Linked DNA regions of Drosophila melanogaster: region 2 is linked to region 1. Evidence: chromatin contacts called from public Hi-C data. All regions are on one chromosome and are shown on one strand. The core of a region is the stretch at or near the end of the contact, and the rest is flanking DNA. Distances in the headings are between cores, read along the strand shown.

The links. A called contact is a pair of places that touch in the nucleus more often than the background predicts.
Region 2: a Hi-C map of the Kc167 cell line shows a contact between it and region 1, with 2.7 times the contacts expected there. A contact is called at or near these places in 6 of 107 Hi-C or Micro-C datasets (the Kc167 cell line and the S2 cell line) and 2 of 7 datasets of targeted methods (both in the Kc167 cell line).

The regions. Positions count from the first base shown.
Region 1 is chr3L:1,099,792-1,103,790 of dm6, reverse strand. bab1 (bric a brac 1) reads left to right here and starts at 2,702. Exons shown (of 4, transcript NM_167852.2): 1 at 2,702-3,999. The coding sequence starts at 3,155.
Region 2 is chr3L:1,293,036-1,297,242 of dm6, reverse strand. It overlaps Rabex-5 (Rabaptin-5-associated exchange factor for Rab5), which reads right to left and starts at 1,330. Exons shown (of 4, transcript NM_138249.3): 1 at 1,064-1,330; 2 at 775-978; 3 at 408-720; 4 at 1-334. The coding sequence starts at 1,217. CG32333 reads right to left here. Exons shown (of 10, transcript NM_001274317.1): 7 at 3,785-4,207; 8 at 3,514-3,725; 9 at 3,205-3,445; 10 at 1,544-3,150. The coding sequence ends at 2,958.

The DNA.
Region 1 (3,999 bases), core at 1,453-3,952:
GCTTTTTTGGACATCAGCATCCAGTGGATTCCATCCCACGAACCGGCGTCCACATCTCCACAGCTCCGATGTCCTTTCACGTCCGCGTCATCGTTTTGCTCGTCAGCGTCGTCGTCACCAGTTAAATACATAAATTTTCGTATAAACGCGTTCTGCAGTCGCGAGCCTAGCAGCCATTTCCCAATTTTCCATTTCCCAGCGCCCGCCCCCTTCCCTCTTTTCCACTTTATAGCGGGCAACACAACAGCAAACAACTTAGAGAATGCGTGATGCATTTTCGTGTTGCTGCGTTTGATCCAAATTCTGTTGGCTGCAATTCATTGGTTGCTATAAACACAGTGTTATCTAATTGCATATGGTTTTTAGGGGGAAAATAAGCAGAACTATCTGCAAAGGGTCCTAAGTGGTGCAAGCATTACCACATATAGTATATATAATATATATAGTATAATAGAAAAACAATCAGTTTTATTATTAATTTATCCAATACATAAAAACCATATTCAGTTACCTGAATTCATTCAAAATACTCAAAAGCCTAAAAAGCCCGAATAACTTATGAATTAATAGCACACACACTCATTAAATAGTAGAGATACAAAGTCCAAAACTATTTCAAGGGCTGGCCATTAGAGTAGGCAAAAGTATCACTTAGCGTCATTAAATCACCGGATACGAGTGAATGAAGGCATTAAAAGACTCATTCAGAGATGCCAGATGAATACTGAATATAATCCGATCGATGGATACCTGCCGATCGCGTATTTGTGCCCCTTTATCGCGATTCGCGATTCGATTCATGGCCGATGTTTATTATAATGTAACCAAAATGAAAAGCAGCCGCCATTTGCCAGTCACGAAAAAATTATGCATAATTTATGACTGGCTGTAGTGGACCCCTCTCGCCACCTCTCGCTCACTCACCTTGATATGTAGCTTCGTCCCGCTCGCACTTGCAAGAATTTATTATTTTTGCTAGATTTGTGTTTTTTTTTTATTTTATGTTTCGCATATTATAAATGCGCAAGGCAATAACAAAAATAATCATAAACACATACACGGAATCACCCACACAGAGGCAAAAAACCGAGGCTGACCAGTCTGAAACGATAGTGCCCCGCCCTCCGCCCCTTCGGCCACTCGGCACCCCCCCAAATGCCCATCACCACTACTCATGAAGAGAGCGAGAAAAACTAGTGGAAAACTGCAGGTGCAGCTGAAAGAAAGAGAAACGTCTCTTAGGCGAAAAGCGCCAGCCAACTCTCTCGCGAAAGAGAGAGAGCCAATTCGCCGCACATCTTGATTTCGCCTAAGCATTTGTTTACAATGCACGACTGGCAGCGACGTCGACTGCGAAGAGAGTTTTTCGTGATGGTTTTTCGAAGGGGGGGCTGTGTGGGGTACACCTCGAACGGAACTAATTAATGAAGCATCTTTCAGCCGAGTTTTGTTTCTCAGTCGGATGAGGTGGAATGCGTGAGGGAGAAAGAGTAATGGCTTGGGAAGAATAGAAAGAGAGAGGAATGTGCTTCGAAAGACCTAATGATCACTAATCTGCACTTCTCGCAAAATGCTCATACTACAAATGTTACAAGCAATTCATACATATGAATATCGATTTCCAATATTCTAAAAATAATTAAAATATTTTATTTAATAATTTTCAATTTTTTCAATTTTTTCACTTAAATTTAAGCTTTTAAAAGAACCCTAATAAGATATATAATATCCATCACCTAAATAATCGGCAAACTCAGCACTATTTTCGCCGCATTCCCAATTCCTGAAGACCACCTAGATGTGTTCCTCTATTTTGTGCCAGGGGTACTGGTCGATGGGGCTCGTCCACACCCTCTCCTGCCAAGCACCTCCGAAAAATATTAGGCCTAAGCTCGAATCCGCACTCGCACTCGCACTCACAATCGCAATCGCAATCGCAATCGCCGTCGCTCTCCGCTGCATTTTCGGGGCAACTTCCGTTTCCTCACGCACGCACACTTGCCACTTGCCACTTGCAGCGACGCATCCTTTTTACGCAACGGTAGTTGTGCGGCGGCAAAGCGCCAAAATTTTGGGGGTTGCAACGGCGAGAGGCCGAGAACGAGGACGAGGACGAGTTCGAGTGCGTCGAGCAGGCCGACGAAGGACGAAGGACGAAGGACGAGCGAAGCCGATTCCGATGTTGAGCTCGAGGAGAGCCAAAACGCAGCGCAGGAGCAAAGGAATGCGGTGCCGTTAGCCGGCGTTTTTTGGCGCCTACAGCTCGCCGTTTTCAGCCATTTTCAACGGGCTCGCCGCTGCTTCGGTCGTTGTCTCTGCCGTCGGTTCTCAGCCAAGCGGCGCTGCCTACGTCGCATTTTCCTTTCGCAGCGCCGGCAGAGCAGTTCGCGAACTATTCGCAACTTCGTCGCGAACTCAGTCGCAGCCTGAGAGCAACAACTACAAAGCAGTAGCAGTAGCAGTTGCTGCTGATGTTGCTGTTGCTGCCGCTTCTGCTGTTGCCGTTGCCGTTGCTGCAACATCAACGTTGCCCCTCAGCTTTCCACAGGCACAGGCACAGGCACTGCCACAGCCACAGCCACAGCCGCACATCCACATCCACATCCACGTCGTCGTGGGCCATCGTCGTCGTCGTGTGTTAAGTTTGTTTTGAGTTTTTCCGTATCAAAATGTGCAAAACGATTTCAGTCTAATTCAGACGCTCGTGCTGAGAAGACTTTTGGCCCTGTTTGTTGGCCAATACAGCCATAGAACACTGAAACCGAAACAGAAACAGAAACGGAACTGAAAGCACACACTGAATAACACTGGACACGACGACGAGAACCGAATCGAACTGAAAGAACGAGGCGGCGGGCTAATTGCCAAATGGCCACGTAGTGCGCGTAACGTAACGAATACGTTAAACACCCATACACACACGCCCAGACACACACACACACACACACACACACAGAGAGACAGAGGCACGCACACAGATACGCACATGTACATGCCCACTCTCAGTTGAGCGTCGTAATTGTCGCGGATTCTTTTGAATGCTTATTCCTTAAACGCTATGTGAAGAGCGAATCGCGTAACGAATAACGATCGCGTAACGTTTACGATCGCCGGTGATCCAACGATCAACGATCAACGATCAGCTGCAGACAAAATGGCGTCGGCGCAGGCGGAGACGAATGTCGGCTTGGCGTCCGAACAGGGACCAGTGGCTCAGAGGCAGCGCAAAGGGACGGGATCGGGCGCCGATTCGCCCAAGAGTAACAGAAGCTCGCCCACTCAGCAGGAGGAGAAGCGTATCAAAAGCGAGGATCGCACTTCACCAACTGGCGGGGCCAAGGACGAGGACAAGGAGAGTCAAGGTCATGCTGTAGCCGGAGGGGGAGGATCTTCGCCCGTCAGTTCGCCACAGGGCAGGAGTTCTTCGGTAGCCTCGCCCAGTTCCAGCTCCCAGCAATTCTGCCTGCGCTGGAACAACTATCAGACGAACCTGACCACCATCTTTGACCAGCTGCTCCAGAACGAGTGCTTCGTGGACGTGACCTTGGCATGCGATGGTCGGTCCATGAAGGCCCACAAGATGGTCCTGTCCGCCTGCTCGCCCTACTTCCAAACACTTCTGGCCGAAACGCCCTGCCAGCATCCCATTGTGATCATGCGGGACGTAAATTGGTCGGATCTCAAGGCCATTGTGGAGTTCATGTATCGCGGCGAGATCAACGTGAGCCAGGACCAGATAGGTCCTCTGCTCAGGATAGCTGAGATGTTGAAAGTGCGTGGTCTGGCGGATGTGACCCATATGGAGGCGGCCACGGCAGCAGCGGCTGCCGCTTCGTCGGAGAGAATGCCCTCCTCGCCCAAGGAGAGCACTTCAACTTCCAGAACTGAACACGACAGGGAACGGGAGGCCGAGGAGCTGCTGGCCTTCATGCAGCCCGAGAAGAAGCTACGCACTTCGGACTGGGATCCCGCTGAGCTGAGGCTCTCCCCACTGGAGCG
Region 2 (4,207 bases), core at 81-2,580, 190 kb before region 1:
GTGCAGTCGCACTGGATTTGCCTTAAGCACGACGAATATTAGGGCGGGTAGGAAGTCATCCGCACTGGCGGGTCCTCCAGTTGCCCGCTTCAGAAGCTCAAAGATGTGCCTACAGCAGCGCCAAGTGCACTGCAGCTTCTCCTGCGGCGAATAGTACGAATCTATGCCCACCAGCTCGGATATAGCATTGTAAACCAGATCCCTGGCCTCCGAGTTGACCTCGTCGATGCTGCAGTCCAGATGCTTGGCCGTAATCCAGCTCAGCTGGCGTATCCGCTTCTGCACCTTCACGTCACTGTCCTCATCGGTAGTGAAATAGGGACTGAAGAGAAATCTGCAAAAAAAAAAAAAGAGTTTCCCAGATAAAAATATGTACTCCTCTGATATCAACGTTCCGCTTGACTCACTTGTGGTTCTGCGTCATCACCACTTTCTCAAAGAAGTCAATGGCACTATCGCGATCCTCGTTGGTGGCTATCTCGAAGCTGGGATCGTTGTGCACAATGTCTGAGACTTTGGTGTAGGCGTTTTGAACCAAATCTGATAGTTCGTTGATGTTTTTGCCGCCATTTCCGTTCATATACTTGCGGATGTCGCTGTCCAAACGCTGGATTTCAAGCTTGAGTTTCCGCTTGCCATCGTCGGGAATGCGAAGTTGCCGCAATTGCAGTAGGAACTGGCCCTCCGTGGGATCCGGCACATGACCACGCTGTTGGGTAACTAAGGAATATCCAAGTATAAGCATTTAAAGGCAGTGTGGCTATGCAATATTACTTTTTTGGGCTCCCGCCTGCAGAGTTTTTTGCAGCACAGCGGTAAACTTTTTCTTTTGCAGGGTTCCCAAGTTGTCCTGCTCCTTGTCCGACGGCTTCCTGACCTGCTGCTCCACTTTTCCCTGGAGGTGCGCATGCTGTGGCGATCGGCGATCCAAGGTGGCGACCGAGGAAGAGGATCCAGGACCCGTCTCGCCACCCGTCTCTGTAAAGAACCACTTCATGACTCAACGCTCATCGGCTTTGGAGTTATATGCAAGCATTGTCTGGGGACCTACGCTTCAACTTACGCTTCAACTTCCGCTGCTTATCATTAAACTTTTCTCGGAAGCACATCGAGCACAATCCTTCGTTTTGGGGGGTTCCGTAAAACCCGCATCCTGAACGGCACTTGAGGTCCTGCTGGCCCAGCCGCAAAGACGGAGGTCGCGCCGCCGTTGACATCTCGGAGGTGTGGCTATAAAAATACAGCTCCCTTATCTGTGGGAGTCCCTTTGTTGCTTATTGTTTTCGTGACTGAATTGTGGAGATAAATAATTCTACTGCTGCCAGCGTTGCCAGATGGTCTTTTATCCAGTGGTGGGACATCGCTCAGAAAGTTAGAGATGAGCTGGTTCGCCGGCTTTAAGTAGCCGCCCATCGAATGGAACTAGTTCGCTTCGTACAAGGGGGATTTCCCTCTTTTGAATATAATTTTGATAAAAAAGAACGTAGTTCGCATATGACCTGTAAACCCACATACAATTAAAACACTATTCAGTTATGTTCCACTAAAATTGGATTTTAGCATATTTTATTCGTAAAGAAAATATTTAAACTGCAACTTAGGGAAATTTGCACAATTAGATCGAATACATGTAGTAAAATCGTGGTGTCCTAGGGAACATTTCAACACACATTCAATTCTTAGATGCACACAAACATTTTTAAAACCAGTTACACACGTATATCGACATAGCAAGTTGATAAAGTAGTAACATTTAGGACGGTTATACACGTAAAAAGAATGCATTTCTGGAAGGGTCGCTAATGGTAGTAGTTCACAACAGCAATTGGAAAAAGCTCAGAAAACACAGAGTTATGGCTTAGACTAGACTATAAATTTGCAAAGTTTTTTGTCCTAACTGCTCTACGCTACGTTACCGATCTTGTTCCCCAATGAAAAGTTTAAATCTGCAAACAAACCTTTGCATCGTCCAGCTCTCCTCGTAATTGACGATCCAATAATGCACTCAACTACTAACAACTCGACTAGTTCAACACTACCTCTACTTTATCTCTAGTTCTTCTAAATTTGTTCTCTCGTCTAGCAGTAAAAAGATTTGGAAAAAACCATTTTGTCTCTGTTTGTGTTTTGATTAGTCTTAAAAATTGCTAATACTATTTCGCTACTGTCATCAAAATGCAACCTTGCCTTGCCGTGCTCAACTACTATCGATAGTTTACGTATACTTAACATGATCGTTCTTGTTTTCGTTCACTTCCCATTTGCAATTCAACCGTTTCGAAAAAGTCTCGTGTATAGTTTTGAACTGGAATTTAACACTACTTATGATGTCTTTGGCTTTTGTTTTTGCTTTGTATGCGTTCAACTCTTACAGCTAACAATGTAATTATCTTTAACGCGTGTGTTTCAACATTATGCTGACTTTGGTTTTGGTTATAGGTTTTTGATTAAACATTCTTTGGTTTTTGATTTGTTCGTATCTGAGTGTATTCAATTCGCTACAAAAGAGTTGCATTTGTAAAAAATTCAAGTCTAACGATTTGCTTCAATAAATTCCTTGTTCCAATCGCTGATCAATTGGAATTATTTGGCTGATCTGATGACTGTGGTTCTTATTTTGTCTTCGAATTATGTATGAGTACCCTGTGTATTCAAAAGTTCGGCGTATAAAACAGAAAGTACAGCAAGTTAGAAATTGTAAGTTTCAAAAAGAATATGTCTTAACTTTCCATATATACAGTTATACAAACAAAACTCTTGACAAAACGAAGAAACAAAATGAAACATATGACTTTTAAACTATACAAACATGCTGTAATTAAATACTTATAAGAAAATAATCTTTTTTTTTTTTAATTTTATCAAATTGGTAGTTGAATCTTCCGACTGTGTTTAGTACTTGATTAATTCGCTAGGACTCTTCTAAAGACATTTCAGACATTTCTTCAGTGCCCTGGTTAACTGAAGTACTTCAGTCCTGCGATCAGCATAAACTTCTCAATAAACAACTCCGAGTCCAGGACAGCAATGTGCGCCGCTCGACCGATCAAAGTGTTGGCCGTGTGGGGCAGGGCATGGTGGACATCGAATCGGGCCAAAGTCAGTTCGGGCCTGGCCAAAATCGGAGCTATTATGTTGTGCACCATTTCCCTGAAAAGGAATCTTTATAGTCACGATTTTAACAAGGAGCCATTCCAATCGAACCTGTAAATGGTACCCAACGAGGAGCTATCCCTCATGGCAGCCTTGCAAAGCTCCAAGCGTGCCGAGTGCGCCGGAACATAGCGATCCTGGCTAGAACCACAGAGCAGGATGTTCTTGAAATGGTGCAGGGTGCTCCTCTGGCTCAGCCGGTACAGGAAACTGTTCCGCATATCGGTGGTATCTCGCATGCAGAGCTGCAGCAGTGATCCGGACTTCTTCCACTTCTGCATAAACCACATTCCTGCGAAAGGAGGCCCAACCCTGGGTTAATCACCACGCTTAAATGTATAAGAATGGGTATAGACTCACCCATGTTCACCAGCCCACTCGTATTATAGAGTGTTCCCAGGTGGGGTCCGGAGAGCGAGAGGAAGGTGTGCAGTCGCGGGAGCAAAGGCCTCATTTGTGGCCTAGCCAGAGCACTCCGCACAATTATCGTTCCCAGCGAATGGGCGACGAAGGAAATGCGAGCGGGATTAAGGGCGCAGCTATCGATATGGTAGAGTATCTCGGTAACCAGCCTAAATGATTTAAACAATGACATCAAATTTATATTGACTTCGAAGTGTATTTTGCTTACCGATCAGTCATGGTGTCAAAGTCCGAAAAGGTGTCTCCCTGGTTTCTCTCCGACATGAGGAACTCCAGATTGACACCGGGCAACCCCAGCTCCAGATAGGTGCGCACCAGTCGCAGATCCGCTGAGTTGCCATCCAGCCCGTGGACGCAGATGACCAGATGCATGCCGTTAGGCGAGAATGCGCGGTACTCGTCGCTGATGTAGAAGTATGGCAGTTCGGAGGCCAGCTGCACGTAGTCGGAATATATGCTGCCCTGGTACTTGATCTGCTTGCGGAACTCCTCGCGGTACTTCTCGAACTCCAGCAGGGAGATGCTGGGAGGAGCCTCCTGCACGGCGGAGGCCAATTGGCCCTTGCGCTTGTGCTTGGAGTTGGTATTGGAACCGTGGCCCTGCTTGTTCGTCCTCACCTGGCCATTGGAG